6 separate regions of the Sus scrofa genome follow, and regions 2, 3, 4, 5 and 6 are each linked to region 1. Evidence: chromatin contacts called from public Hi-C and HiChIP or PLAC-seq data. All regions are on one chromosome and are shown on one strand. The core of a region is the stretch at or near the end of the contact, and the rest is flanking DNA. Distances in the headings are between cores, read along the strand shown.

Region 1 (4,636 bases), core at 555-3,054:
CAGGAGGTCCTTGCAGGTTCCCTTGACTCGAACCTTCATTCCAACTCCCCGAACACCAGTCACCTGCCCCTCGGACCTGTACCTCCAAACGCTGTAACCCTGAGGGGGCAAAGCAAGAATACCCACGTCCCCAGCCCTGGCCATCCAGGAAATCCTCTCCGTGCTTAATTAAAGGCCTCGAACCTTCGGCGAGGCCAAGTTTGGGGGCACTTCCTTGGGCAGAGACGTGCCGGCCTTGCTGCCCGGCGGCCGGGCGAGGAGGTGCCCAGGGCCAGGACGCGCTGGCCCTTTAAAGGCGCTCGCTTCCTGCGCTCGCGGCCCCTCCCTCGCCGTCGCCTGCTCCCGCCCCCGCCGAGGGTCACACTTGAACTTTAGCTCGCCCCGCGCCGCCGGGCGCCGGCGCTCCGCAGGCGGTGGCCGCCCCTTTGCACGTGTCGGAGACGCTACCTCTGGCTCTGCGCGCCCGGACCCCTGCACTCGAGGCCACTTAGAATAAAATCAAAATAAAACAAAATGCATACGGCCTCCAAAAACCGCGCGGCCAACCTCCACGGGCCGGCTGCCTCGCGCCCTGCCTGTCCCCTCCACCTGCAGCCCCGTCCCCCAGCGGCGGGGCTCCGAGGCCCCTCGCAGCGGCCTCCCCCGCCCAGCGCTGCGGAAACGGCTCCGCGGGGCGGCGGGGAGCTGGGGGGCCGCGGGGGAGGAGGGGAGCCGCCCTCACCCCTGAGGTCGTGGAGGGAAAGGAGCAGCGGCAGGAGTTCGCGCGGGCCGTGGAGAAGGGGGGGCAGGTCGCAGTGAACCCCGCTCTCCGTTCACTGGAGAACTTTTTTTCTGGTTGCTCTGAGGTCCACTTCTTGGCGTACTTTTTTCACTACTTCGGTCCCAACTCGCCCCTTCCCGCTCCCGCTCCAACTCTCACGAGAGCGTACACACAGACGTTTATTCCAATCCTCCGACGGGTCCGAGGCAAGCCCACCACCCACCTCCGATGCTTCTTGCACGCGCTGCCCGCGTGCCCTGCACTTTCAAGCCAAGCAAATTTGCACAGCCGTCCCCTCCGACCTAAGGCGGAGGCAGGGCTTCCCGTGCCCCCCTCCCGCTCCAGCCGTGCGCCCCGAGGCCACTCACCTTCCAGCCTGCCGAGCTGTTGCTGTCGCCCTTATCCTTGAAGTAGGGCACGCTCTTGACCATCCACTCGTAGATCTGCGATAGCGTGAGCCGCTTCTCTGCCGAGCTCTCGATGGCCTTGGTGATGAGGTCGGCGTAGGACAGGTTGCCCCACGCGTTGCGGCGGGACGAGCTGCTCTTGCGCGGCTGCCCGGCAAGCGACCCGGCGGCGGCGGGGGGCACAGGCGGGTGCTGCGACAGCGGCCCGGGCGGCGGGGGCTGCTGCGGCGGCGCCGGGTGCAGGCAGCCCGCCTCTGGGCCCTGGAAGTCCCCGCACAACCCCCCGGTGGCAGCAGCGGCGGCCGCCGCCGCCACCGCGGCTGCCGCCGCCGCCGCCGCCGCCACGGAGCCGGGCGCCTGCTGGAAGTCCCCGCTCTCCTCCAGCAGGCTCAGGTTGCTCATGAAGTCGGCGTTGACAGCGGCCGCCGAGGCCGAGGGCAGGCCCGCGGCAGCGTCGGGGTTCGCGGCTGGGCCACCCGACGGCGCCGGGCTGGAGGTGGCCGAGTTAGACTGGCTAAACTCCGGCCTGGGCAGCGGCCAGGTGCACGAGCGCGGCCGGGGCAGCGGCTCGAAGTCCGGGTCGATCTCCACCACCTGGGGCGCTTCGGCCATGGTGACCCCCGCCCCTCCCCCAGCAGCGGGATTGCCAAGAAGTGCGAGGGCGCTGCACCAGGAGCTGAGGGGAGAGGGCGCGAAGAGCCGGTCCGAGATTTTGGGGGGCGAGGTCGGTGCCGCGGGCGGACGGAAACCCGGAGCAAGACGCGGCGGCGAAGTGGAAGCGCGAGCCCAGAACTTAACTTCGCGGGTCCATCAACATCTAGGCTCCTCCAGGTCCGCTGCACGGACGGGACGGCAGGCCAGAGTCGCCCAGCCCAGGCAGCGCCAGCGTCGCGCTCCTACTGACACGGCCCGAAAACCGAAGGAAGGACGGGCGCCGCGGGCCGCTCACTCTCCCCGGCGGCGCGACCGCGGCGCTGCTGCCTGTTGAATGTGGCGGCGGCGGCGGCGGCAGCGGCGGCTGCTGCTGCGACTACGCTGCCGCCCGACTTACGGGATCTGCCGCCGCCCCCCGCCCGCGGCGGCGCGCGCGCTTGCCCGCCCCTGACTGATAGCCCCAGCAGCCAATGAGCTCGCGGCGGCACCGCCCAGGCAGCCAGTGGACGCCGGCCTGGGCGGGGGCTGGTTTTCCAGCGGGAGGTGGCAGTGGGTTGGTGGGGGTAGTGGGGTGTTTTTTTCTTTCTCACACACGCACAGTCTCCCTCACTCTTTTTTTTTTTTTTTTGGCTCTCTGTTATTATTTTCTGGTAATTTTCGAATGTTTCTGTGAGTCTCTCCGCTCTCAGTGTTTTGATTGCTGTGAGGCAAACCAGCGTGGAGGCGGCGGCGACACTTTGTTTACTACCGGGGAGCAGAACCGAGTACTCGGGAAGCCCGAGTGGAACGAGTCGCTCGCTTGCCCTCGACCTCCGCTCCGGGCCCAAAGCCGGGCGGGGCGGGGGCCGGAGACGCTGGGCGCTTCGGGGGCGCTGAGTGGGCGGGCGGAGGCGGCCTCGCGGAATTCTGCTCAGTCGCCCCCTCTCGACTCCGCCCTCGACTCCTTTGCTGAGAAACGCGGGGAAGTCGGTGGGTTTTGTTTTTGTTTTGTGTTTTTTTCCTTTTCCTGCGATGTATCGAGTCCTCGGGCCCCGCGCGAGCCGCGCACGCCTCCAGGGGCCCGGGCTCTGACTGTCGTGTCCGCGCGGAGGACGCCCTGGCCGCCGCCTCCGCGACCGGAACCCACCTGTCTGCGCCCGAGGGCTGAGCCTCTGAGGTCGAGTGTAGCCGGGGGCCCGTTGTCCGGCCCAGCACCCGCCAGCCGGGTTCCCTCCATTCTTGACCTGAAAGAGTGGAAGCGAGAGAAGGGGGCTCGGCGCGGGCTGCAGATAGTCCTACTTCCCACGCACCCTCAGACCCACAGGCGTCCTAGCCCTCGTGCCCTCCGTGGGAACCTCTACCCCTGGGCGGGAACCCGGACTCTGTCCACTAAGTCAGTCCAGGGGCGACAGGGAAGGGATCAGAGGAAAGTATTCAGTGAGCGCCTTGTCACTTTATAACTTAGTTAAGTTTAACTGTTTGCTTGTCATTTCTTTGCTATTTAGAATTGAAGAGCTGAAGTGAAAACGTAGGAGGGCATAGGACCAAAGCTTTGGGGCGAAGCCCTGCCCCCTCCCAGGTATTCCTTTAGGCCGCTTACCCTGCTGGTCAATCAACCCTCGCTCCCACCCCACCTTTCCCCATCTGGGCTCCAGGTCCAGGACGTCCGGTCGAGATAAGTGGGCCCGAAGGTAGGAAGACAGTGGCCTTGTGTGTCATGGAGCAGAAGAAACAGTTGTCAAGTTTTGTTGTGTTTTGTTTTTTTTTAGGAGGAATTATGGAAGGCATTTCCTTTCAAAGGGATGGGCTCACTTAGGATGGAAGATTGACGGTAGGGTTTTAAATATCTTGCCCAAAATGACAGTTCCCAAATCCCTTTTTCTGACAGGTAATTCTTCAGTTGGTAAAGAAATTTGTAAAGAAAATTAGGCCTCGTTTACAAAAGTTTGAAAGATTTATTTCTTCCCTTGCATTCTGACTCGTCCGGACTCCTATTTCTTCATAATCCATTATCACAGCCGCTTCCTACTGATACTGCGGCCGGGTGGGGTGAGGGTCCTGAGTCTAATGGATTGAGGTTCAAGTTGGTTCCCACCCTCCTGTCTTGTGGTCTCTGCGTTGACTATCAAATTTGAACGGTTCGGGCTGCTTCTGCCAGCCGCTAGGGGACCTCAGTAACCCACACGATGAGCTGAAGGAAGGCTGTAACGTAGAACTGTTGCTACCCTCAACCTTTCCGACTACGCTCTGCAAAGGCAGCCCCCATTCAGACGGCCGCACCCTGCACATAGGCGGTGCCCTAGTGGATCATTCTTGGCTAAGGAAGCCAGCTGCAAATTTGGCCTTGCCTTCATTTCAATTCCGGTTTTACAGGGCCTCAGTTAGAGGAGAGTATCTGGTTAAGGGACTCTTCTTACAGACTTTCTCCAGATCATTGAAATCTTCTGAGCTGGCCTGCCAAATCTTTTTTTAAGTTTGCTTTTCTTTGGTCTGATTTTTAAAAATTTGACTTGAAGCAGGTCCAGAGTACCTACAACACTAATGTCCCTGACACATGGTTCGGAAAAATTAAAAGTACGTATTTAAAGGTTCTTATAAGCTGCCTACCATACATACCATTGTATGTATCAGCTTAACTGAACCAGGGTGCAGGTGGATACTTGGCTCATTTCTACTCTAGCAATCACAAACTATTCTGTAATGAATAACCTTCTTTAACTCATTTTGCATATATGCAAGTATATCTATAGGAGGAATTTCCAGAAAAGAGATCGCTGGGTCAGCCTGCATTTATAATTTTGAGACACTGCCAAATTGCCCTCCATAAGGGTATCAA
Region 2 (4,636 bases), core at 1,422-3,921, 830 kb before region 1:
TTGTAAAAGGATAAGCAAGCCTGAAATCAAAACGTAAATCACTTTTTTGCTCTTAAAACTGTATCTTATACATATGTCAATACATAAGACTAGAGATGGTCCATAAAATTGAGATATGGCAGATAACTTTAAAACATAACAGCATTCTCCTTGGAAGTAGCCTTTAGAGATCTGGTGTTTCTTTCTGTTCCAAATCATAGATGTATGCCATTGAAAAGAACTTCAATTTGATGACCCACCTCATGGGAAGTTTCTTTCTCCTGAGGGCTTGTAAACTGGTTACTGCTTCACCCCTGAGAATAAATGTATGACCATTTCCTTGTTGGACAATTCTGACCAATAGAAGGTTCTTCCTTTCCAAAATTTTCACAAAAATGAGAATCCTTAGTCCATGCCTTAGGTCTCTCTGATTCCCAGCCCATATTGCTTTACAGTATCGCTTTGCTTCTGAATGAAGGGCCTACTATGTGCCAAAATTTTGCAAAATAATTGTCAGGAATAGAAAAATTAATGCAACCCAGAACCTCTCCTTAAGGCGTTTACAGCCTGCACATAAAAAAGATAATATACGCATATAATTATTTCTAATTCAAGCGCCAAAGAGAACCTTTAAGTTCTACGAACCTTTGTCCAGAGGAGGTGAAAAGAATGATACCCAAATGGAAGCAGGTTTCATGAAGCAGACAGCTGGTAGGTGGGGATACAGACATAAAATGCAGAGACTTTTTGGGGCAGAAGGGAGGCCATGTGCATGATGGTGATGAAAACACTGGGCATGTTTAGAAACAGGGAATTAAAATTCTTGCAGTGCAGCATAAGCTAAGTACAGGGAGACACTGAGAATAAAATATAAGGATGCATTTCTTTTTTTTTTTTTTTTTTGTCTTTTTGCTATTTCTTGGGCTGCTCCCGCGGCATGTGGAGGTTCCCAGGCTAGGGGTTGAATCGGAGCTGTAGCCACCGGCCTACGCCAGAGCCACTGCAACGCGGGATCCGAGCCGCGTCTCCAACCTACACCACAGCTCACAGCAAGGCCAGATCGTCAACCCACTGAGCAAGGCCAGGGACCGAACCCGAAACCTCATGGTTCCTGGTCGGATTCGTTAACCACTGCGCCACGACGGGAACTCCAAGGATGCATTTATCAGGCTGGGATGAAAATAAAGAGCACCTGAAAGCCAGAGACAGACCTGTGGATCTGATGCTCTATACTAGTTTGCTCCAAAGTGGGCCATAAATCTCAGGATGGATGTCAGAGAACGCAACCGGGTGGCACTTTCATTTGTAATGTGATGCATTATGGAAATGCACTCTACTGGTTGACTCTGGTTCTCTCACTATTCATATTTCTAGGTCACAGATCACACATACAGTATGGGTGGCATCCTGAGGGGGAGATTGGGTGTACCATGACGCTGGGATTGGGAGGGAGTCATCTTTTTTTGCTTGTTTTCAATGCTTGAGTTTGTACACCGGGGGGGGGGGGGGGGGGGGGGGGGGGAGGTAGGGAGGATTTATAGATTATGTCATCTAACTTTAAATAAACAGCCTCACAAAATGGCAAATGGCCTAAAAAGATTCCTTCAGAGAACCCACAAATTGAAGATAATACTAACAATATAGTCACAAATAAAGTAAAAGGGGCAGAGCTGACACTCCCCATCCTCTAAGGACAAGGTGTTCATAGCCTAAGTGTTTTAGTATATTAAGGAGCTCAACACACATAACTAGCATTCACATTTTCACTAAAAGAAAACCTTTATCTTCAATACGAATTGTTATATATAAATATTATATATATACACACCCATATAAAAATATACACATATTTAAAACTTAGGTCTCTGATGAGGCTTACCTGAATAATTATTTTTAACTGTTGGAAAATATTGATTTGAACTGTTGAAAATCCTGATTTTTACGGCTTTAACTTATAATTTATAGTTAGCATTATAAAATAAATTAACATTAAAAAACATAAAAATTGCTTTAAATATATTTAAATTTTACCATAATGTCCCTGTCTTCGCACTCCTACATATCATTCCAAGTTTCAGATTATTTTGTTTACAAATGCAAATTCAGAGAAGTGCAAATAAACACGGAAAGGTGGGGAATAATTTAAGGTTGCGGGCCTACCTTATTAACCTGTTCACATATTCAGCAACACACGAAGATTAGAAAATTTCAGGCCGCTTGGAAAGGTACCAAATGAAAAATGGAAACCTCCTTTCCACAGGAATGCCATCCTGGAAAAAAAAAAAAAAAAGCCTAAATTTACACATTTCTCTTTTTCACACAATCACACAAGTGTTTCACATTATATACACTATAACGCACCTTGCTTTTTTCACATACTAGATTTTGGAATTCTTTCCACAGCCTCATTTAAATCTCCTTCACAGCAGATAACAGTTGCATAGTATTCTAAAGTGATCTTAACTGGAAATAACTTTTACCGAACGTATTTGTGAGACACAGGGCTCCGTGTGTTTCACTTCTGCCTAGCACGAACTTTCAAAGATTCAGGATTCCACATGCCCTTTTAATCCCGTAAACTGGAATCTCCAAACTCTATAAATTTGCCCTGAAGTTTAATCTATTTTGCAAAGTCGCGCGTTAGTCTCGTCCCCTCTTGCTCCGAGAGTCCTGCCCCGCCCCTTCTCTTCCTTCCACCAATTTCTACCGCCCCCAGCAGCTCCGCTCAACAGGAGTGGTCAGGGCAGAACCTTCCCAGGGCGCATGCGCGGTAGGTAGGCGCATGCGCGATGCGCGGCTGCTGGCGCGTCGCGCACCGGGGCTGAGGTGGCCGGCGCCGAGGAGGGGGCGGGACGCGCGGCGCTATGGCTGAGGGTAGCGGGGAAGTAGTCGCAGTGCCCGTGACCGGGGCTGCCAACGGCTTCAGTAATGGGGCCAGTGGGACCTCGGCGCAGACCAACAACCCGCTGTCGCGGAAGCTGCGTAAGATCCTGGACACGCGGCTGGACAACGACAAGGTAACCGCAGCCGGCAGGGCCGAAGGTCCCGCGTCGTTCGCGGGTCGGAGGGACTGGGGGCGGCGTCTGTCCGACACCCTCTAGCTTGTCCCTTGTCCCCACCGCCGAGGGGACCCCAGGCCCTCGGGACCCGCTGTCGTGCCGGCATGGGGCGGGTAAGAAAGGGTAGGCCGAGGAGCCCCTGGAAAAGCGAAGAGGTTTTCTGGGTATTGCTCCCTATTTATTTAAAACGGTTCTTTCCTCGATGACTCTGGATCCGGAAGGTAAACGGTGGAGGCGCCCTGCTTCCGCAGGTGTTCGGGGGTTCTGAGCAGGGAGGGAGAGAGGAGACACCCCCCTGGGGGCGCAGAAGAAGAAACGGGCAAAAGAGGAAAATGCAAGATAAGGCAGGACGAAGGGGGGCCTTCGGAGGAACGAAGGCCAAGGCTAAGCATCACTGAGCTTTTCCATTGACAGGTGAAAACATCTAACAATTTACAGAGCGACAGGGCTACCACCTGCTTATGGTTCAAAGGAAACAATACTAGTTTTTGTTGTTGGCCAAGCACTAACAATTTACAGCGCGAAAGGGCTACCACCTGTTGATGGTTCAAAGGAAACAATACTAATTTTGTTGTTAGCCAAGCACTAACTGACGTGTGGGCTTGTGCTGTATTTCTTTACAAGATAAACCTCCCGCATCCTCTTCCAAGTACCTTCTGAAACTTAGAGCGGACTTCCCATCTCCACTAGTAGCTGCTTATCTCTTCTGTATCACTGAGTCCCTAGGTATATTGTCATGCCGTTGTGGTTAAAATAAAAATATATATGTAGAAGTGAGAGTTCTAAAGATGAATTTGTAGGTAACTGACAGTAACCTGTCAATAAGAATTTTTGTGTTAAAAAAATAACAATATAATGAGCTAAGAAAGGTAGGCTCTGGGGCCACGGATTATTGGCTCTAAACCACCAAATTGGTGCATTATGGTTTAAGCCCCTTCTCTAAGCTGATGTTAAAATTCTAAATTGGGAATACTGCTAATAACTTTCTCAGGGTTGTTGTGAGGGTTCAGGGAGAGACTGCTTAGCACAGGGCCCCAGCAGTTTTTCCTTATGAAATGTTAATTCTTATTAAATGCTAATATTATACAATTTCTTAAGGGTTTAAAGTATCTAATATTGACATGGACTATTTCATTTACTACATCTACTCTGATAAATTAATATTATCGCCTTTTTACCCAATGAGAAAAATAAGGTGTGGAGAGAATGTTACTAGCTTAAGTGACATACTGGGTAAGTGGTGAGCTGTAATTTGCCCCTAATCTTTGTGATTTTGTTCATTCAGCATTTACTGACTGACTACTCCTTTGGGCCAGGCCCTAGGACATTTCAAGCCTGTATTCAAAAGAAACAGCTTTGTTTTACAGTAAATATTGATAGTTAAGGATATTTTTACTCTCACATATTAAACTGAATTTAAATAGCTTTTTGTCAGTCCAGTATCCTAAAATATCATTATAACCAAAAAATGGAAAGGTCAGCCTCTTGGAACATACATGGTTCAGGTGTAGGAATTTCTGTCTGTAGGATTTAGGGTGCTATTAGATATCATGGGCTTGGAACTCTGCCTCCTCTCCTCTGTCCATATTCTCTCTGTA
Region 3 (4,636 bases), core at 808-3,307, 800 kb before region 1:
TTGTCCTTAAGAAATTTATGATCTTTTGAGTTATATATTAATTATGAAAACAAACAAGAAATCAAAAACTAAATAACAACAAAGGCCTGAAAGAGTCCTATGAGAGCGAATATATTTTTTTGATGGCTTTTTGGGGCCCCACCTGCGGCATATGGAGATTCCCAGGCTAGGGATCAAATCGGAGCCACAGCAACGCAGGATCCAAGCCACGTCTGTGACCTACACCACAGCTTACAGCAATGCCAGATCCTTAACCCACTGAGCGAGGCCAGGGATCAAACCCACAACCTCACGGTTCCTAGTCGGATTCATTTCTGCTGTGCCACGACGGGGAATTCCGAGAGCTAATGTTTGTGAAAATGAACAGTAGGTTGTTCAGCAGTAACTTGACAGGACGTTTAAGAATGGGTTTACAGTAATCAAATCCTTCTTTAGTTTTGTTTGATTATTAAGGATGCAGGTTTTTCAAGGATGTATCACAGTCACCATTCTGACTTTTTAAATTTTTTTTAAAAATTAGGCTGCTCTATCTACTCACTTTGTTGTATTAGACAAAGGTTCTTAGTATAGTGTGGAACAGTCAGTAGCAATCCAATCCAGAGTACCTGGTCAGTTTTTGCATCCCTGAGTTCACCTAAATAGCTAAAACAATCATGGCAAAGAAGAAAGCTTGGAGGACTGAAATTCCTGATTTCATACTTACTACACCGCATGGTAAACAGTTGGCACTGGAATAAAGACAGACTAGAGAGCAATGGGGTAGAATAGACAGCCCAGGAATAAACCCTTGCATGTATGGTCAGATGATTTTTCACAAGAGTTTCAAGACCATTCAGAAGGGAAAGGACAGTCTTCCTCAACAAATGGTGCTAGGAAAACTGGATATCCATATGCAAAGGATGAAGTTGGATCATTATCTAACACTTCATGTAAAAACCAGCTCAAAATGGATCAGAGGCCTGAATGTAAATGTAAGTTATCAAACTCTTAAAACCTAGGACAGAAGCTTCGCAATGTTGGATCTAGTAATTTCTTGGATATGACACCAAAAGCACAAATGATAAATGAAAAAGTAGGAGTTCCTGTCATGGCGCAGTGGTTAACGAATCCGACTAGGAACCATGAGGTTGCGGGCTCGATCCCTGGCCTTGCTCAGTGGGTTAAGGATTCGGTGTTGCCGTGAGCTGTGGTGTGGGTTGCAGACGCGGCTCAGATCCCGCATGGCTGTGGCTCTGGTGTAGGCTGGTAGCTCCAGCTCTGATTAGACCCCTAGCCTGGGAACCTCCATATGCCGCAGGAGCGGCCCAAGAAATGGCAAAAAGACAAAAAAAAAAAAAAAAAAAAAAAAGGAAAGAAAAAGTAGACAAATTGGATTTGATCAAAATTAAAAGATTTTGTGATTAAAAGATGCCATCAGTGGAGTAAAAAGGCAACATGCAGAATGGGAGAAAATATTTGCAAGTCACATATCTAATAAGAGATTAATGTCAAGAATACATAGAGAACTTTTAAACTTAACAAAAACTTCTGGCTTGATTAAAAAAATGGACAAAGCTCGAATAGGTTATTTCTTCAAAGAAGATGCAGAAACGGCGGATAAGCACGTGAAAAGATGATCAACATCACTTCTCATTAGGAAGGTGCAAATCACAATTGTAATAAGACGCCCATTAGGTTGGCTAGTATGAAAACAGCAGAAAATGGCAAATGTTGGGAAGAACGTGGAGAAATTGGAACCCTTGTGCACTGTTGCTGGGATTGTACAATATTACAGTTGCTGTGGAGAAGTATGATGATTCCTCAAAATTTTAAGGGTAAAATTATGACCGAGCTATTCTCCTTCTGGGTGTATATCTGAAAGAACTGAAAGCAGGACCTCAAGGACATATTTGTACAGCTTTGTTTGAAGCAGCGTTATTCACAATGGCTGAAATGTGGAAGCAGCCCATTGTCCCTCGAAGGATTAATGGATAAACAAAATGTGGTATATATGTAAGGTGGAAAGTTACTCAGCCTTAAAGAGGAAGGAAATTCTGACATACGCTACAGTATGAATGAACCTTGAGGCTATTACAAAATAAGCCAATCGCAAAATGACGAATACTGTATGACTCCACCTCACAAGGTACTTAGAAGAGTCCAAATGGCAGAGGAAGACAGGAAAAAGGGTGGTCGTCAGGACTGGGAAGTGGAGGGATGGGGCGTTTCTATTGTGTGGCTGCAGAGCTGCGGTGTTCAAGATGAAAAGAATTGTGGTGGATCCTGCTTGCACAGCATTGTGACGGTATTTAGTACCCCCACCCTGTGCACTTCAAAATGCTTTCATTTCCTGAATGCCAGCTCACAGGGGACTCAGTAAATACCAGTTACATGAATGACTGGTTCACTTCATTTGCTTCTCACCCGTGGTCTGTCATCATCTTGCTATTACACTCACTATGCAAAACCACCCCGGATTAATTTGAGTTTTTAATTTCTCTTTTATGCTGTGATTGTTGTTCACTGCTAAGGGAAATGAGGTCTAGAGCCACTAAGGCGCGGTCTCCAACATCTACGACGCCTCTGTGGTGTCTGGGAGTCCTGCACGTCCACGCACAGCCCCTCATGGTTAGTTTCCTTTCACCTCTGTTCTCAGATCTACCATACTAGCTCCTATTAGAATGGCCAAATTTCTCCGAGTTGAATAATAAGCATTTTAAAATGTCTTTGCCAATATGATTAGCACAAAGCACCATGATTGGTTTTTTTCCAATATAGATTGTGGTGCTTCTAGCAAAAATGAGCCTTTAAAAATATGTTTATTGGCTGTTTGAGAATTATTTTTTCATGTCCTTTGCCATTTTCCTACTAGGTTATATCTTATTTTCTGACTTTTTTTTTTTAATGCATTATGAGTGTATTACAAATCCCTTCTCCGCGTCATCTTTTACCTTTTAATTTTGCCTGTAGTATTTTCTTACGTACCGCCTTTCATGTTTATGTAGTAATATCTAACTTTTTTTCTTTATTATTTCTCCTTTGAGAGCATGCCATACTTCAAAAACTTTTCAACAATAAGAAAATATGTTCAGAATTTAAGATATGCTAAAGTTAGCATCTGTCAGTGGGAAAATGTTAGATTATTTAATAAATTCATTTAAATATGCGTTCTGAGGTCTTTGTGTAGATTCACTTTTTTTTTTAGTGGAGGCTAGTGGCATGTGGAGGTTCCCATGGCCAAGGATCAAATCTGCACCACCGTAGCAACCCAAGCTACTGCAGTGACAATGCCAGATCTTTAAGCTGTTGTACCACAGGAGAACTCCTGTCATTTCACTTTGATATCAAATATTTAATGTACTTAAAGTTTATTTTTGTTCATGCTGGGAAGGAAAAATCTTAATTTATTTATCCGAAATAGCTATCCATTTATTTTATTTTATTTTCACTCAGAAAAACCTAGTAGGTTCTTATACAGTTTTTTCCCTATAAAGTTAAAATGAAAGTTGTAAGAAAATAAGAAAATATAATGGCTTACAAAAGATAAGTTTTAAGCATGGCATTTTCTAGTTGAACCTAGAACGGAATAAGAGGGGAAGAAAGAACTGTAATTTGAATGTATTAAATACTAATTAATACTACAGCCTATGTGAGTTTATAGCAATGAATAGGTTTTGGCTATTATTATTGTTGTCCTTGCTATCAATAATTATGCCCTAAAATGTTTTTCTTAGATATGAATTGGGTGATATTTAGGGATATTTTAACATTAGGGATTGCAATATCATAACATTTACAGCATATGTGTTGCTTATATATACAACTGTTCAGTTTTCTTTCAAGAATTATCTTCCCAGGGTTCCTGCTGTGGCACATTGGGTTAATAATCTGGCTTGTTTCTGTGGCGGGTTCGATCCCTGGCCCAGTGCAATGGGTTAAGGATCTGGAGTTGCCACAGCTGTGGCGTAGGTTGCAGCTGAGGCTTGGATTCGATCCCTCGCTTGGGAACTCCCATATGCCGTGGGGGCAGTTGACAAAGATAAAAAAAAAATTATCTTCCCTTTGCCAAATTTTAATGTTTTCATATTTTGCATGGTATCTTTTTCTTATTCTGCCTCTTGTAAATCATTCATCTCTTCTAAGAAGATTCTAGCCTTATGAGGAAAACAACACTTACTGCAGAATGTTCTTCATTATCAAAGCACCCAAGTAGAAATTTTTGATAATAGAATTTTAATGTTCTGAGGTCTTTGTGTAGATTTGTTAGGAAGAATAGATTTTAAAATACAGGTATAGCCAGAGATGAACTCTTTCCGTGATTCCTTCTGTGCTTTTAAAAAGACATATTTGGGAACTAATTCTTTTATCTATTATGAAAAAAAGAAACTTCAAGGACATCATTTTATTGAATGATGTACCTTTTTCATAACAAAGCAATTGGAAGCACTTGAGTGCTCAAGTGCGTGTACTCCCTTCCTTATCAGGCTCTCTTGAAACATTCATAACCGAGAATCCAGCAGAGTCTAAAGGGACTCTGTATCTATAATACAAAAGATACAATGTCATATCAATTTTAGCTAGAAAGACATTGTCTAAAATTCTTTTTCTCTGTAGTGATACTACAGTTCTAATTTGAAAGGAATGGTATGCCATAAAT
Region 4 (4,636 bases), core at 1,544-4,043, 730 kb before region 1:
ATCACTTGGCTGTTGTTCATCCAGCCGCACACGGGTCATGGTGCATTTTTCTCTGTGTATATGAGTAAGTTCAATAAGAAGCTATAAAAATAAGCGTAGTGGTTCACCTTAACTATGTACTTCTTTTAACTGACTCTGTTTTGATCTAATTATTACTTTATTTTAGGAGAATGTATGGTAAAGCTTGAGTCCTGAGTATACCTCATATTTTCAGTGGTGATCCTAGAGGCCTTATGTATTTTCAAATATCAACAAAAAATTCAGCCTCTTCATTCCTGCAGGTGGAGACAAAGCTATATCATTCAATCCTATGCCCTTTAGAAACTTATATCTCAAACAGAAGTAAATATTCCCATTGACAAGAATATGGTTACCATTGGGCTAGAAGGCTGGGGTTATTCAGAAATTTTCTACTGGTCAGCAACATGAAACCCTGGCCCTTTCAATCACTGCATGACTGATATTTGTTTGGGCTCTTCCTTTAGTTTTCTTTTTTTCATTCCTAATGTTATAGGTGATTTTTATTTAAAATTTTTTTACTCTCTTTTGTGTTTCATGTTAAATTCTTAGAGTCAAGGATTGTGCCTTTTCTATTTTAAAATGATGCTACAGTTGGCAGTGCTACTCATGTGCTTGAGAGGTTGAATAGGACAGTACTTCCCAGAGGCGTTCTTAGGCTACAGACCAATTCAAGCTAACCCTAAATGAGCAGACATTCTGTATCATGAAATGCGGTCCCTCGTTTAGATTTTAATTCTACCCTAGCAAATGACCCAGATCTGTTTCAGTTTAATCCCAGGACATCGGTCACAGTTTATCTGTTGACCTGGATCCCCTTCAAGCTAGGAATAGCCATACACAATAGTAATACAGTTTTCATATGCAAGTTTACCTTCTGATGGTATCTGGTAGGGAGAGGAATTTTTCATTCCTGTGTTGTTGAAGATCTTCAGAAATAAAAGTAACCCCAAGCCAGGTGAGATAATTTTTCATCCAAGCCTAGAGAAAAGGGAAACTGAGCTGGCAGTGTACCCAAACAGCATGGAACCTGGGGACTGAAAGTGTAGTAGACAGAGATGCAAGGTGGTTGCCGTGTGGCTCAATTTAGGGCTGGCACAATCTGGTCCATTCCAGCTGGAATGTCTAGCGTCAAGAAGGGGTAATGAGGAGTTCCCGTCGTGGCGCAGTGGTTAACGAATCCGACTAGGAACCATGAGGTTGCGGGTTCGGTCCCTGCCCTTGCTCAGTGGGTTAACGATCCGGCGTTGCCGTGAGCTGTGGTGTAGGTTGCAGACATGGCTCGGATCCTGCGTTGCTGTGGCTCTGGCGTAGGCTGGCAGCTACAGCTCCGATTAGACCCCTAGCCTGGGAAACTCCATATGCCGCGGGAGCGGCCCAAGAAATAGCAAAAAGACAGAAAAAAAAAAAGAAGGGGTAATGAGAAGGCTGTGCCTGGACAAGTTGACATTACCTTCATGGTGGACTGGGAGCTTACTTATATTCATGGAACTCTTAGCAGATACCTGTAAGCACCAGTCTGCTTAGGTCAGAGTACAGCGCACCTGACCTCACCTGCAAAGACTGGCTCAGATGCAGCACTGTCCTCCCAAATAAACTCCCCAGGAGGGTAAAAAGAGAGAAACTTTGGAGCTGGTTCCTACCCTGAGCTGGCTGTTGAAGGAGGAGTGTTGCTTTGGAGCCAAGATAGAGGAACTGCCATGGGTTGGGTAGGAACTGGAGTGAAGGCCCAGTTTCAGGCCCTCAGCTTTGGTCCTGGCCAACTGCAATATGCTTCAGCTTCATGGCCGCTGCACGGCCAACCGAGGATGTCTTTGGACTGCTTGGTGGAATCGTGGTTGTGTTCCAGTAGCACTGAAGGTGACCTTGAGGGATGCATCTGAGTCCCTGCTCCTGTGGGAAGTCTGGAAAGCTAGGAACTGCTTTCAGATTCTAGAAGTAACATCTGGGACTTTGGGGCTGTATCATGGTATCTGGTAGGGAGACGGACAGGAGGCAGGGTGTCAGGAAGTAATGGGACTGGATTTCCTGGTGTTAGGAGCATGTGAGAATATAGTATTTTATTATGGGTCTTCACTAGTCAGTGTTACTTTTCCAGATTTAAAGTGGACTTATCTCTATGATCATTTTCTAGTGACTACTAAGGAGTTTTTTTTTTCATATATATCATACACATTTTAAATTGATGAGTGTCTACTTAAATATCTCTGTCAGAATCAAAAAGGATTAAAGAACTTACCCTAATTCAAGTAGAGCTACCAATCCTTTTCAAATGATTTTTGTAATAAATATTTAGGGTACTGAGAAGAGATTTCAACTGGCAGAATCTGCCTCATGCAACATTTTTCTAGCTATTAGCTCATCCTTAATTTGAACTAATCTATCCACTTAGGGATTGAAGTAGAAAGACCACCTCAAGTCAAAGCAGGAAATGGGTAGAGGCTAGAGTACTCAGAGGATGAAGGATTTACCGCTTTGCTCAGCTTTGGGGAATGAGGGAAATGGTACATCAAACCCGGGGCCACCTCCATACCCTGGGATGTAAATACGATGCACTGTACAGAGGGGGTGATCCCTATGAGGTGCGGTCAGGAGGGAGCCCAGCAGGGCCTCCTTTCTGCGTACACCCCAGGCTCCAGGAAACCCTGTGACAGCAGGAAGCAGAGGAGCATCGAAAGCCCAGAGCCTGGAGGAGAGACCCCTCACGGTGGGGGGAGGGCAAGCAGCTGAGCAAAGGAAGTGAGAAGAGAGGAGGAAGTCAGTTCCCCCAAACAACTGGGCTCAGAAGCTGTGCTAAAGGGAGAAGTTGTCCCCTCCAAGATTCCAGGAAGCGGGTGCAGACCTCTGCAGTGGCAGGAATAGGCAGAGGAAGAAATGTGGAGGCAGATAAAGGGGGCAGCCGGAACCCTGGCTCTGCCTGTTCTGATTCATTCGACTCGGAGTGAAGGATAGTGGAAGCCTGAAAAGGGGCGTGTGGCCCTGGCCGCAGTGGGTGGAGTAGAGGCCAGAGGCGCAGTTGTTAGGACCAGACAATTTAGGAGTCACTTCGCTAGTAAGTGACCACCCCACATGGGGTGAGTGGTGTTGAAACAGGTTTTGCAGAGAGAAAATCATACTCCAGCTTGCACTCGTGAAATTCAGCTTTCCAGCTTGCACTCGTGAAATTCAGCTTTACAGCAGCGGAATTTCAAACATGAAGCTGAGACTCGTGCTTTAAAGCATCCCCAGGAAGAGCCACTCTGTGGTGGCCGCTTGCTTTGGCCCTTCTGATTGAGGTCTGCAGATTCTGGAGATGTTGCTCGATTTTACCCACAGCAGCATGGCTCGTTCTTTGCTGGATTCAAGCAGAACGTTTTCTCGTTGAATAACCAGCTGATGCCTGTCACCCCTTTGAGCGTCTAGCCTACCTGTGAAAAGGAAGACAGATCTCACAGCCTCGCATTCATAATTCACCGACGGGACCTTCTAAAGACACTATTTCATCTGAAAAGCTAAAAGTGACTAAGACACTTAATATTATTAATCACATTATGAGCCCCTAGAGACTGCTTACTGGAAAGTATTTTGGGAAATTTACTGATGGGAAATGGAAGGCACCACAAGTCTGCTGGTTCTCTGCCCATTCTTTTTTTTTTTTTCCCAAAGGTAGGAAATGTCTCTTTTCACTGTGAGATTGGCTCACCACGCTGTGAACTGTAGTGAGTAGACTGGGTCAAAGGTCAGGGGAGTGGAATGAACAAAAGGACATGGTGGTCACTACACAAAGGGCCAGCTCCGGGGGGTCAGGTTTGGTTATAGCAAAGTGCTTTTGCATTGCCTGCCAAGAAGATGGGGTTAATTAGGTAGGAAAGAGTAGGAGGAAACTGATGTTAGTGAAACATTTAACTGGATGCTTTAGCATTTAACTGGATTCAGTATCAGATGGAGTATGTGTGTGTGTTTAATTCTCACAAAAACCCCATGAAATGAGAATCAGTAGCCTCAATTTACAGGTGAGGAAACAAGCTGTAGATTAAGTAAACTTGCCTGGTGGCGCAGAATTATTAAGAGACTTAGGTTTAGAACAGATATCTGACACTGACTTCTATACTTCTGCCCTTTTAAAATAATTCACTCTTTTATTTAGTATTATCTATCCATCTATATACATATATTTATAATTTTATTTAATGAGTGGAGTTGGTATACAGCAGTGCTTCTTTGTGGAATTTCAGGCACTCAGGACAGAGGTGTTGAAAAAAGATATTATGGAGTGGGAATTTCTCAAAGTGCCATGCTTAAAGCTTTCCCTGTGTGACAGCTGTCACCACTCTACAATAAGCAGCTGTAAGCAGAGTGCCTAGTTGCCCTCTCCATCCTCACAGGTCCCCCAGCGCCTGGTGCTCAGTCCGTGGTTCTGTATGCATCTTTCTCTTAACCCTCACTGGGAGGGCTCAGGAATGTGGAACATTCAGAGCAGGAAATTGCACCATCAGCAACATTGTCTTTGAATGTTGACACTTGCTTAAGGTCAGGCCACCCCAGGGACCATCATCATCATCTCGTGCCCTGTGCAGGACCTTGTGCTTCTGGAAGCATTCCAGGTGTGGGAGGTAATGAGGTCTCGGAAAACTGCCTG
Region 5 (4,636 bases), core at 813-3,312, 630 kb before region 1:
ATCCTCATGGATACTAGTGGGGTTCGTTACTGCAGAGCCACAAGGGGAACCCTGACTTTCCCTGTCTTTAGATCAGGATATGAGCTCTGAAGGGGTCTGGGTGACGTGACGTGAGGGAAGGAGGGAAGGTGACAGAGTGACTAGATGCTCGTAAACACTAATGCATTGGCTCCCATGTTGTAGAGCTGTCCTTGAGCAGTGACTGTCCACTCAGGACATTTCCCAGCCCCCCTGGCAGCTAGATAAAGGACACGTGACTCGTTTTCCCAAATGGAATGCGGGCGGGAAGTGTGTCCTTTTATTCGTTTATTTTCAATTAAGAGGCTATTAAACCTTTTTTGAGATTCCATGTGAATCATTTTTTTTTTAAATCTTATTTGTATTTTTTCCACATCTCATTCTAATAAGACTAGAATCACTCTTTTATTTTCTTTTTCTTTTTTAATGGCCGTACCCTGGGCATATGGAAGTTCCCAGGCCAAGGACTGAATATGAGCCCCAGTGGTAACGCCTGATCCTTTAATCCACTGCACCCCAGTGGGAACGCCAGTCATTCTGTTAATATTCTAAAACCAAGCATCTTTTCCCATTTTTACTGAGGTATAATTGCCATACAACATTGTCTGTGTGTAAGGACGGGTGCCCCTTTAGAGCTGAGGCAATTCGGACCTTGGTGTGCCTTTTCTACACTCTCTTTGTGGTTTCCAGAGCATTTTTATTTAAGATCAGTGGGAAAGAGGGTAGATTCCTGAAAATTAGTCTTTAAAAAAAAAAAAAAACCACGCAAAGGAATTTAAGACTGAACTAGTGAGAAAGAGGCATTTTAAAAATATCTCAGTGCTGAAATGCTTGTGCCCTTTTTGAACTAAAAGAAAGAATGCAATCTGGTTTTTGGTGGTGCCAGTTAAGTGACCTACCAAACCAGGTCCCTATTTCCTGAATACCAAGCATCAAAACCTTTCTTTCCGGCTCTGGAAGGGCTCTTGCTCACAGGCAAAGCATTTCGTTTTGGTCACTTCCCAAGCCCTCGGTTTCAGCACACAGATCAGTGTTTCCTTCCAGCCCGGCAGCTCTGATTCCATCCTCTCGTTGCCTCACTGGAGCTCTTGCAGCTGCCAGCCTATTACGTCCTGGGAGACATTTCAGCCCAGACTTTGTGTCGGAGCCAAAGAGTGACATGGTCAGGCCTCTGTAGTTGGTCGGCTTTCCTGTCTGTTTAGAAATTTACTCCCATTATATTGCCCACAAAGCCGCCTCTGTTTGGCCGATGCTGTTCTACTATTTTTGTCCTTTCTTCCGAGTGTGTGGAAGTTTGGAATTTAAGCTCAAATGGGACATGAAGGCTATAACTGTAACCAGGAGACTCTGTGAATATTTGACTATTCAAGGAAGAATTAACCAATTAGCCACAAAAAGAAAGGAATTGTTTCAATTGTTTTAAAATAACAATAATCCCATTGTTTTGCTCTGGAAACTAAGACTGGGAGAAGCCTTATAGAGCCTAAAACGGACTTTGAGGTTGTGTCCACACAACACCACAGGCTAACTTGCCCCCTGGGATGTTCATTAAGTTTTATGAAGCAGCGAATTACAGGTCCCCTGGAGCCCAAAGAACTTTTCTCTTTTCTCTTGTCCATGTGATCACCTATTCCAGAAGTGTCACTGGAGGTCACGAATGTTGCGTGTTTGAAAAATGTGCTTTGGTCTTTACTGAGTCAGTTGTTGGTGAGGGGTTGTTACTGAAGGTCAGCTGGGGCACCACTGCCTGACGCTGATATTTGTTCCCTGGGCTCTTTGCATAAGGACCATCCATGTGGACTGTCTTGTCCTCACGGACATGCCCTGAAGGACTCCTTTGCATGAGGAGTGGAAGGAGAGAGGCGTGGTAGTTGGGAGTGGTTTGGGCAACAACGGATTGAACAGACAGAAGCATCCTGAGAAGGACCTGGGAATGAGAGAGAGAGGAAGGGAAAGCGAAGGGAAGGAGTGGGGAGGGAACACTGGTCCAGAGGCCACTGAGTTGGGGTGACTGGGTAATGTTCTAGGAAGAGAACGTTGCCTCTAGGGAGCTGGCAGGCTGCCCGCATGAGAACGCTGGCAAAGCACAGCTGGGTCATTCCTGCATTCCTCATTACATACAGTAAACATTTACTGCATGGCCCACGATGTGCCGAATTTCAGATCGGTGGCCACCTCTTACAAAAGAAAGACACTCTCTTCCCTCAATATTTTGCAAGTGTTTCATGACCATTTTCATGCTTGCTGACACCAATGTGCACGCGTGGCAGAAGAGGAAATGTGAGCCACCGAGAGGTTAAGTGATTTGCCTAAGGTCACAAAACGACGGTTGCATAGTGATTAGATTAAAAAAAAAAAAGACTTAAAATTTCAAATGTATCACCTCTGGCGAGATAACTACCAAGGTTTAATTTATATAACATTTTTTTTTTAAATCATTTTTCCTCTAAGAGACACAAGATCTGCAATATAAAGCTCACAAGGCCTGCCCTATTCTGGGACCATTCCCTTGTGGGGTGAAGCTGAACACTTCTAAGACTAATTACTCATTTGATCATTTAAAAAAAAATTACTATCTGATGATGTCCTTGGTATAGAAAAGGCTTTTTTTTTTTTTTCTCTTTGTGGCTGTCTTCTTGTCTCCTAGGCTAATGGTGCTCATAAAACTGGACTCGAGAGCACCCCACACCAGAGAATGGAGCTCCAGGCAGCCCAGCTAGTATGAGACAGAAGAGAGTCACAAACCAAGGAATGATAATCTTACGAGGAGCCAAATCATTTGAACTCTTAAAGTACAGGAAATGCTTTGGTCCAGATATACCACACACGGGGCCAAGCCAATGGACGCATAAGAAACAAGAAAGGGTTGGCAGAAAGGGAGAAGGTTTGCAAAGTGTCTGAGATGCATCAGCTCCAGCCTCGTGTTGGTCATTGGATAAAGAATTCAAATCCTCCCAGCCTTGCTCAGCATTGTCCTGCCTGTCTTCAGCTTCAAGGATAACGGTCATCTCATCCTGCTCGTCAACTACTCGGGGAACAGGTCTCTCTCAGCTGCTGTTCGGTGGCCAGAGCACTGCCTGTGATTTATACGCCCTCTGAGAGGGACAGAGCCTGACATCCTGTTTGCTGTCACAAACAGCTATCAATTGTAAATCAAGTGACAGCCATACTCTTCTATTTCAGGGACATCCTCCTTTTAAAAAAAATCAAACCAAAACACAGCTTTTTCTGACTATTGTCCCGGTTTTACAATCTTGAGAAGCAACTGTTTGCAGTGTGAGGGTTTTCTGCAGCAAATGCACCAGACCTCAGGCCAAGCACCGTGCTGTCTCCGTGAACCAGAATGTACTGAAGAGCAGAGGGTAGGTGGCTGTTAGGAATTGTTTCCAGTCAGATAGGAGTTTGAAAATTACCTTCACAAGAACTCAAAGTTGGCTCTTCTTTATTTTGGAAATGGAGAATTCACATTCAATAGTCCAGGGGCCAGGATATGGCTTCTAGGATCCAGAAGCCCTGCACATTTTAAGCCTTGCTTCCTCTCTGCTTTTTTCTGAGACAAAGCTCCATTGCTTATAATAAAAAAATGTTAATGCCTAGGACCCCCATTGCAGTATTGGTTAATTTTGCAGTTTGGCTCCCCAAAGGCATGTACTTGGTACAGGTATTACAGATCCACCATACATTTGCATACATACACACATACACCATGCAGTATACTCCGCATGTATTATATATCACCATATGCTGTTTATTACTTGACAAGGGGACCAAAAGAGGAGTGCCAGCCCAGGTGCATGTCAGACCATGACCACTGCTTTTGTCAATAAGAGGTGACCTTGAAATGTCTGCGTTTTCACAAGATCCAGTTTCTGGAGTTGAAGAAAGAAGTGGATGGGGAAAGGACTCTTCTTCTAGTTTAAGACAAAATCATTCAGACCTTTGAAAATGATCACTTGTTTTTATATTTTTCCTTGAACAGTTCTGGGCTCTTGAAATAATAATGCATCCCTATATTTTCCTTCTCATTTTCATTTTAATTCTGTTTCCAGCAACAATTTCCTTCCTACCATATCATCCCATAATGCTCATTCTTCTCATCTCAGTAAATGTGTGATCTGGGCAAAGATGCTGAGATGAAGCTCAAACTGGAAAAGAAAAGGGAGGCTGGCACTTTCTAGTGGGTGTCAATCAAGCTATTTCAGATAGTCGATGAAGCCATGTGGGCTTTGGAAAGAAAACATCTTTATATTTTTGCAAGTTTGTTTCGGCCTTTCTTTATTTAAAATTTTTTGATTTGTGGCTGTGCCCATGGCATGTGGAAGTTCCTGGGCTAGAGATCAAACCTGACCCATAGCAGCAACCCGAGGTGCTATGGTGACAACACCTGATCCTTAACCCACTGTGTCACCACGGAACTCCCTGTTTTGGCTTTTCTAAGGCGTTTTCTCAGAATATACTCTTGTAAAACTAACCTTGACTTTATTGAAACTAAGAGTAAAGGGATTTGACCGCACTCTGTCAAGAATACATTTAGGCTTTACTGTCAGACAAGGGATGGTTGGTTACTGGAACAACCAGCTCTGAATGGGAGGGAAGCCAGGAGGACAGGGATGGCAAG
Region 6 (4,636 bases), core at 1,318-3,817, 620 kb before region 1:
TTTATTTTATCATTATTTTTTAAACAATGTGAATAGACTTAGAACCCTGTGGAAACAGTCATGTTCCCATATAATTTTTTATGCATGTGGGTGTGTTTTAATTGAAGTATAGCTGACACAGTATTTATTCTTTTTAGGTATACAGCATTCAACATTTAAAAAAGACATTTGAAATTGCCTTTGTTTGTGGCTCATAGAGTATTTCTATCAGATGGTGCTGTGCCGAGCCATTTGCTAAGGGGAGAGTGTGGGGGTGGGGAAGGGTGGACACAGGGAGGAACCCTCGGAGAAGCTTGAGCCAGTTGACAGAGACCCCTCCCACATTTGTCTGGCCTTGGGTAAGAGGCGCTCGCTGAGTTCGGTGATGATGACAGTGATGTCAAAGGTGACTTCCCCTTAATGAATCAGTCCAGCCTCTATCAGATGCTGCCTTCAGTCTCTAGGAACCCTGAAAAGCAGCCCCATTGGCTGGATGTTCATGCCACCAACACGGTTTCTGCCACCCCTTCTCCATGGCTCACTTTCCTTGTACCTCATGCCCCATGAGCCTGCCCCAGACTGCACCATTCGAAAAATTCTCTGTGTTACATTAAACCCAGTGACCAGCCTATCAAATGCATCCCACAGTTGCCCCAGAGTTTCTGTGTGAATCAAAACAGATGACTAATGTCAACCCTGGATACAGGGGAAAAAACACTGCATATATATGCATTTATCTTTTTTTTTTTTTTTTTTGCAGTGTTTGACCATTTAGCATTTCGAGACTGAGCAAATGAGCTTTCACTGTTGCTTGTGGGATCTGTTTCTTCAGAACACATCTGACCTTTCTGTTAACATCACCTGTCACTGCTCGGCATGTGTCAGGCAGATAAGTACGTTGTGCGTCACCTCCTTTTTCGCAGAACACAATGGAAATCTTCCAGCTTCTTCCTCTCTCAGGAGGCAGAAGTTCATTACTTTTCAGTACTCTTTGTGTGACTTGCTGAAGACAGACGAATAATATAAGCTGTTATAGATTATTGAAGAGGCCTCCCAAAAGGCTCGGCCAAGGCAAAGAATCAACTCAGATAGAGACGGAAAGAATCATGTGAAGCAATGAACAAAGTGGCAGCTCCTAATTCTAACTCCAGGGGCATCAGTGTGAGCGTTCCCTAGGCTCTCAACATGGCAGGAGCTGACGGTATCAGTAACTAAGGTTCCGTTTCCAGAATAAGTCCCCCACCTCCTTATACCATCTGATGGTGCCTCTTCTCATCTCAGCCCCTGACCACGGCAGAGCCTCCACTTTTGACATCAAAGACATCATCAGCCCCTCCCACAGGGCACTTCTTCCCTTGACCTCTCACCTCCAGCCTCCCAAAGTGAAGAAACCAAGATTCCTCCAAGGCCAACCAAAGAGAAGGAGTTCTTTTCTTCCGTAACAGGCGATGTTGAAAACAACGTAAATATTTATTTCAAATTAAGAAAGGCAGGATTAGCATTTAACAATGCATTGGGTTACATTCTAGAAATCATACAACAGAACTCTATGCCTCTTTCAGCCGCGGTGTCAAGGGGTGACTTTTAAAAAGACATCCATATCTCAAACGTGCACAGTCCCCTAAAACCTCTAAAGGGGACACCCTTCATTTGAAAGTACAAGTTCCAAAGGATCTGACAAAGGTCAGCCCCACCGCACAGCTAATGCAAGTGTGACCCATTCAGCAGCATTGCTTTCCTTTTTGCCTGAACTTCATCCCTTTTCAAAACAAAAGCAAAGCTCATTTTGCTTTCGGTTTGGGGTTTTTCAGACAATTTTTCAGACCTACTGAAGTGAGAGCACACTTCCTTCTGCACCCACCTTCCAAATCCAGTTCAACCCACAAAAACGCATACTACACGCATTTCGACAAAGTACTAAGGAAGCTTAGTACAAAGAGAATAAGATGCAGTGAAGGTTAGCATGTCAAATCTGCTTCTCTATCTTGTTTAGATCCTAAGTTTTCCTTTCATCAATAACAACTCCACTCTGCCTAAGACCTTGTGGTAGAAATTGTGAGTTACAAGGTTCAATCAAACAGGATTGCTGCCTTCAAGGAGTGATTATTGCAGGAGGAAGAACTAAACGGACGCAGGACACAGGAAGAACTACAGGACCCCCATAACATGCAAGTGCCCAGGGCAGACACAAGGTAGTCGTCCTTAAACCCCACTCACAATTTCAGTTTTTATCAAATCCATATCTTGTGCTAATGAAGACTATTTTAATCATGCAAAAGAATTGCTGGAATCCTTTGAGACAAATTTCAGTACACTGCTGGTCCTGCCTCTAGCTGTCTTTGGTTCATTCTGTGGCCAATGTTTTGTATCTGCAGGGTGGGTCTAGAAGCCACGGGTGTTACCTTGGGGCAGCTGCAAAGGACAGGTGGGTGGCAGAGGAGGGGCAGGAGGGAGAGGTCAGGAGAGGGCTGGGTGGGACCAGCAGGACTGTGGCACGGAGGGGATTGATGGAAAAGCAGAGGGGGTAAAACAGAAGCTTTGGGTTTTGTCAGAGGTCTCGGCAGCGCCATTAAGAAGGAGCTGTGGTTTGGGGCCAACTATATAAAGCTTTGAAGCTTCTGGCAAACTGCTTCAAGCTGCCTTCCTATCAGCCCAGTGTTCAAGAGAAAGTTTACAGTTCCTTTCCGTTTTATCTCCACACTTTATATTTCCATGGGTCCAGGATCTTTCAACAAGTCAAGACATCTTTCTAAGATTCTGTTACTCAAATCTGTAGTTCTATCTCCTAAGAGTCATTTGATATATTTGTATTCAGTTTTATTTTTACATTTCGGCAAAGAACTCCTTGGTTTCCAAACAATTTTATTTGTTATCATGCTCCAAGTAGTTTATTTTAGAATCCTGGGATCTCGCAAGTGAAAAACCCAAAGGACTGATGTATAGTTAACAGCAATGGCAGCTTTGGTTCTTGCTTTGGTTAGTGTGAATATCAGGAATATTACTGTCGATAAGGAAACAGCCGTCCTTAAAAGCAATGAGGAGAGGTGAAGGTCTCTTATCGTGAGAGTCCCTGTGCTGCAGAAGAAAGACAGTATCAGGTTTTTTAAAAGGGGGAACTGAGATTTTCCCCTCTCTCAGAATATAAAAGTAGTGGTTATAAATTCACGCAATGAATAAAAGTTAAAAACCACTAATCACATCTGAAAATACAACTTACCAAATTTTACTGACTGGTAAATTACAGACTGCATTGAGTTACTATGACAAATGTTAATGGAATATGGGAGGTTAAATGCTGTTTTCCCATTGGCTGCTAACTGGTCTTTAACTGTGAGGGAAGACCAGCAGGGTAAACAGGAAGTCATCTCCATGGCAACAGGCCATTTGCCTTAACTTTTTAACACATGAAGAGGTAATTACTTTATTTTTTTATTTCCATTTTTATAATTTTCACAGTTTATAATAGCAGTGAGGACCTTTGGGTCAGGCATTTCCTGGCTGTTAATAACAGGCAGATTTAAGACCACCAATGCTTGAACGTTGTGCCAATTTTTTTTTTTTTTTTAATGAAAAGAGAGCTGTGATTTTCTTTTTTTCCTTCCTGAAGTCTGTAGCATAAATAAATGACAGGATTTTATGTTCACACACATGGTGTTTTGATTTCCTGCAGATGATAACATCAGGGAGGAGACGGATCATCACTGGTGGGGTGGCCAAGGGGCGGGGCTTGGGATGGAGAAGCCACAGGGTGAATCCCTCTGGATGGCTGGTTGGAAGATGAGCCGCCCGTGGTGGGGGTAGGGGGGTCTGAGAGAGAAGACGAGACCACCGAGGGTCACGCAGGTCACTCACAACATGATGCACAACCTCAGGGACCAGGGAACGTGCTGGTGGAGCCAATCAGTAGTCAAGGCTTCCTTTTGAACTCAACTACAGAAGCCAGAGTCCTGGGCAGCTTCCCTGGCCTTTGCTCATCCAGAAAAATTTGTCTTCCCGACTAGAAGGTAACTTTAGTGATCTGTGCATTAAAAAAGACCCTAAGGCAGCCTGCAGTCCTGAGTTGTCTTGGGAACAAAAGGAGAGGTCTGACAAAGCCATTATTTAGGTACAGCGCCTTCCCTTAGGTTGCTGGTACACGGCAGCAGCCACTCTGTGCGGGAGGAGCAGGGCCCGGACCAGCACCCAGCGGCGCATCCCTCCCCAGCATCCATCAGGCAGTTTTTCATCCAGCTTGAAAGCCTCTTCTCCCCCAGTTCCTGGTCTCTGAAGGAAAGGGGGAAAGGCTGCAGGAACCCTGCAGCAGTCTCTCCAGCTCTTCCTGCCCACACCACATCCGCTTAACCGTCCGTGCGGAGCATCCACGTGAGAAAGAGACGGGAGCAAAATCTCTCAGGGCCGCAGCCTCTCAGCTTCTGGGAAGCCAGCCTGCTGCTTTTGGGCCTGGAGAGGCGAGGGGAAAAGAGGAGCCACGGAGGGCAGCTGCCAAAGGCCTCCCCACGCAGAACTCAAACCCCAATAGGCTCTCAAAATGACGAGAGGGAAGCTACCCATGGGAAGAGGGAAGAAGGATGCCAGAGAAGAGGGAAGAATCCAGCACAAAACGGAGATACACCCGGCTCAGATGCGGGGCCCAGAAAGCCAGGGGTCCGGGGAGCTC

What was found. Hi-C and Micro-C count contacts between places; a contact is called where the count stands out from the background. HiChIP or PLAC-seq counts read pairs in DNA pulled down with a chosen protein or histone mark.
Region 2: an H3K27ac HiChIP or PLAC-seq map of alveolar macrophages shows a contact between it and region 1. The contact joins the promoter of LHFP here to the promoter of FOXO1 in region 1. A contact is called at or near these places in 3 of 5 promoter capture datasets (fetal liver, fetal skeletal muscle and liver) and 1 of 2 datasets of contacts at active chromatin or transcription factors (alveolar macrophages).
Region 3: an H3K27ac HiChIP or PLAC-seq map of alveolar macrophages shows a contact between it and region 1. The contact joins the enhancer-like site here to the promoter of FOXO1 in region 1. A contact is called at or near these places in 2 of 5 promoter capture datasets (fetal skeletal muscle and liver), 3 of 47 Hi-C or Micro-C datasets (adipose tissue, embryonic fibroblasts and omental adipose tissue) and 2 of 2 datasets of contacts at active chromatin or transcription factors (alveolar macrophages and skeletal muscle).
Region 4: a contact with region 1 is called in an H3K27ac HiChIP or PLAC-seq map of alveolar macrophages. The contact joins the enhancer-like site here to the promoter of FOXO1 in region 1. A contact is called at or near these places in 2 of 5 promoter capture datasets (fetal skeletal muscle and liver), 6 of 47 Hi-C or Micro-C datasets (brain, embryonic fibroblasts, mesenchymal stem cells and 3 more) and 2 of 2 datasets of contacts at active chromatin or transcription factors (alveolar macrophages and skeletal muscle).
Region 5: an H3K27ac HiChIP or PLAC-seq map of alveolar macrophages shows a contact between it and region 1. The contact joins the enhancer-like site here to the promoter of FOXO1 in region 1. A contact is called at or near these places in 1 of 5 promoter capture datasets (liver), 1 of 47 Hi-C or Micro-C datasets (embryonic fibroblasts) and 1 of 2 datasets of contacts at active chromatin or transcription factors (alveolar macrophages).
Region 6: a contact with region 1 is called in a Hi-C map of mesenteric adipose tissue, with 1.8 times the contacts expected there. The contact joins the enhancer-like site here to the promoter of FOXO1 in region 1. A contact is called at or near these places in 1 of 5 promoter capture datasets (liver), 14 of 47 Hi-C or Micro-C datasets (alveolar macrophages, embryonic fibroblasts, fetal heart ventricle and 7 more) and 2 of 2 datasets of contacts at active chromatin or transcription factors (alveolar macrophages and skeletal muscle).

The regions. Positions count from the first base shown.
Region 1 is chr11:15,408,255-15,412,890 of Sscrofa11.1, forward strand. It overlaps FOXO1 (forkhead box protein O1), which reads right to left and starts at 1,805. Exons shown (of 3, transcript XM_021065269.1): 1 at 1,129-1,805. The coding sequence starts at 1,779. LOC102160118 (a long non-coding RNA gene) reads left to right here and starts at 2,379. Exons shown (of 5, transcript XR_001299536.2): 1 at 2,379-2,790; 2 at 3,570-3,631.
Region 2 is chr11:14,573,459-14,578,094 of Sscrofa11.1, forward strand. LHFP (lipoma HMGIC fusion partner) reads right to left here and starts at 2,672. Exons shown (of 6, transcript XM_005668367.3): 1 at 2,341-2,672; 2 at 2,140-2,249. COG6 (conserved oligomeric Golgi complex subunit 6) reads left to right here and starts at 2,746. Exons shown (of 22, transcript XR_002336515.1): 1 at 2,746-2,996.
Region 3 is chr11:14,612,149-14,616,784 of Sscrofa11.1, forward strand. The region is part of intron 12 of COG6 (conserved oligomeric Golgi complex subunit 6); the gene reads left to right. Among named protein-coding and RNA genes, the nearest start is that of COG6, 38 kb to the left of the region's middle. Within about 2 kb of position 2,058, at least 4 of the 83 cell types and tissues checked have an H3K27ac peak or open chromatin away from gene starts, as enhancers often do. A contact at or near this core is called in alveolar macrophages, where this site is marked.
Region 4 is chr11:14,678,043-14,682,678 of Sscrofa11.1, forward strand. All of the region lies in intron 17 of COG6 (conserved oligomeric Golgi complex subunit 6), which reads left to right. Among named protein-coding and RNA genes, the nearest start is that of COG6, 100 kb to the left of the region's middle. Within about 2 kb of position 2,794, at least 12 of the 83 cell types and tissues checked have an H3K27ac peak or open chromatin away from gene starts, as enhancers often do. A contact at or near this core is called in alveolar macrophages and retroperitoneal adipose tissue, where this site is marked.
Region 5 is chr11:14,773,194-14,777,829 of Sscrofa11.1, forward strand. The region is part of intron 5 of LOC102159588 (a long non-coding RNA gene); the gene reads right to left. Among named protein-coding and RNA genes, the nearest start is that of COG6, 200 kb to the left of the region's middle. Within about 2 kb of position 2,063, at least 25 of the 83 cell types and tissues checked have an H3K27ac peak or open chromatin away from gene starts, as enhancers often do. A contact at or near this core is called in alveolar macrophages and embryonic fibroblasts, where this site is marked.
Region 6 is chr11:14,790,259-14,794,894 of Sscrofa11.1, forward strand. The region is part of intron 4 of LOC102159588 (a long non-coding RNA gene); the gene reads right to left. Among named protein-coding and RNA genes, the nearest start is that of COG6, 220 kb to the left of the region's middle. Within about 2 kb of position 2,568, at least 11 of the 83 cell types and tissues checked have an H3K27ac peak or open chromatin away from gene starts, as enhancers often do. A contact at or near this core is called in mesenteric adipose tissue, where this site is marked.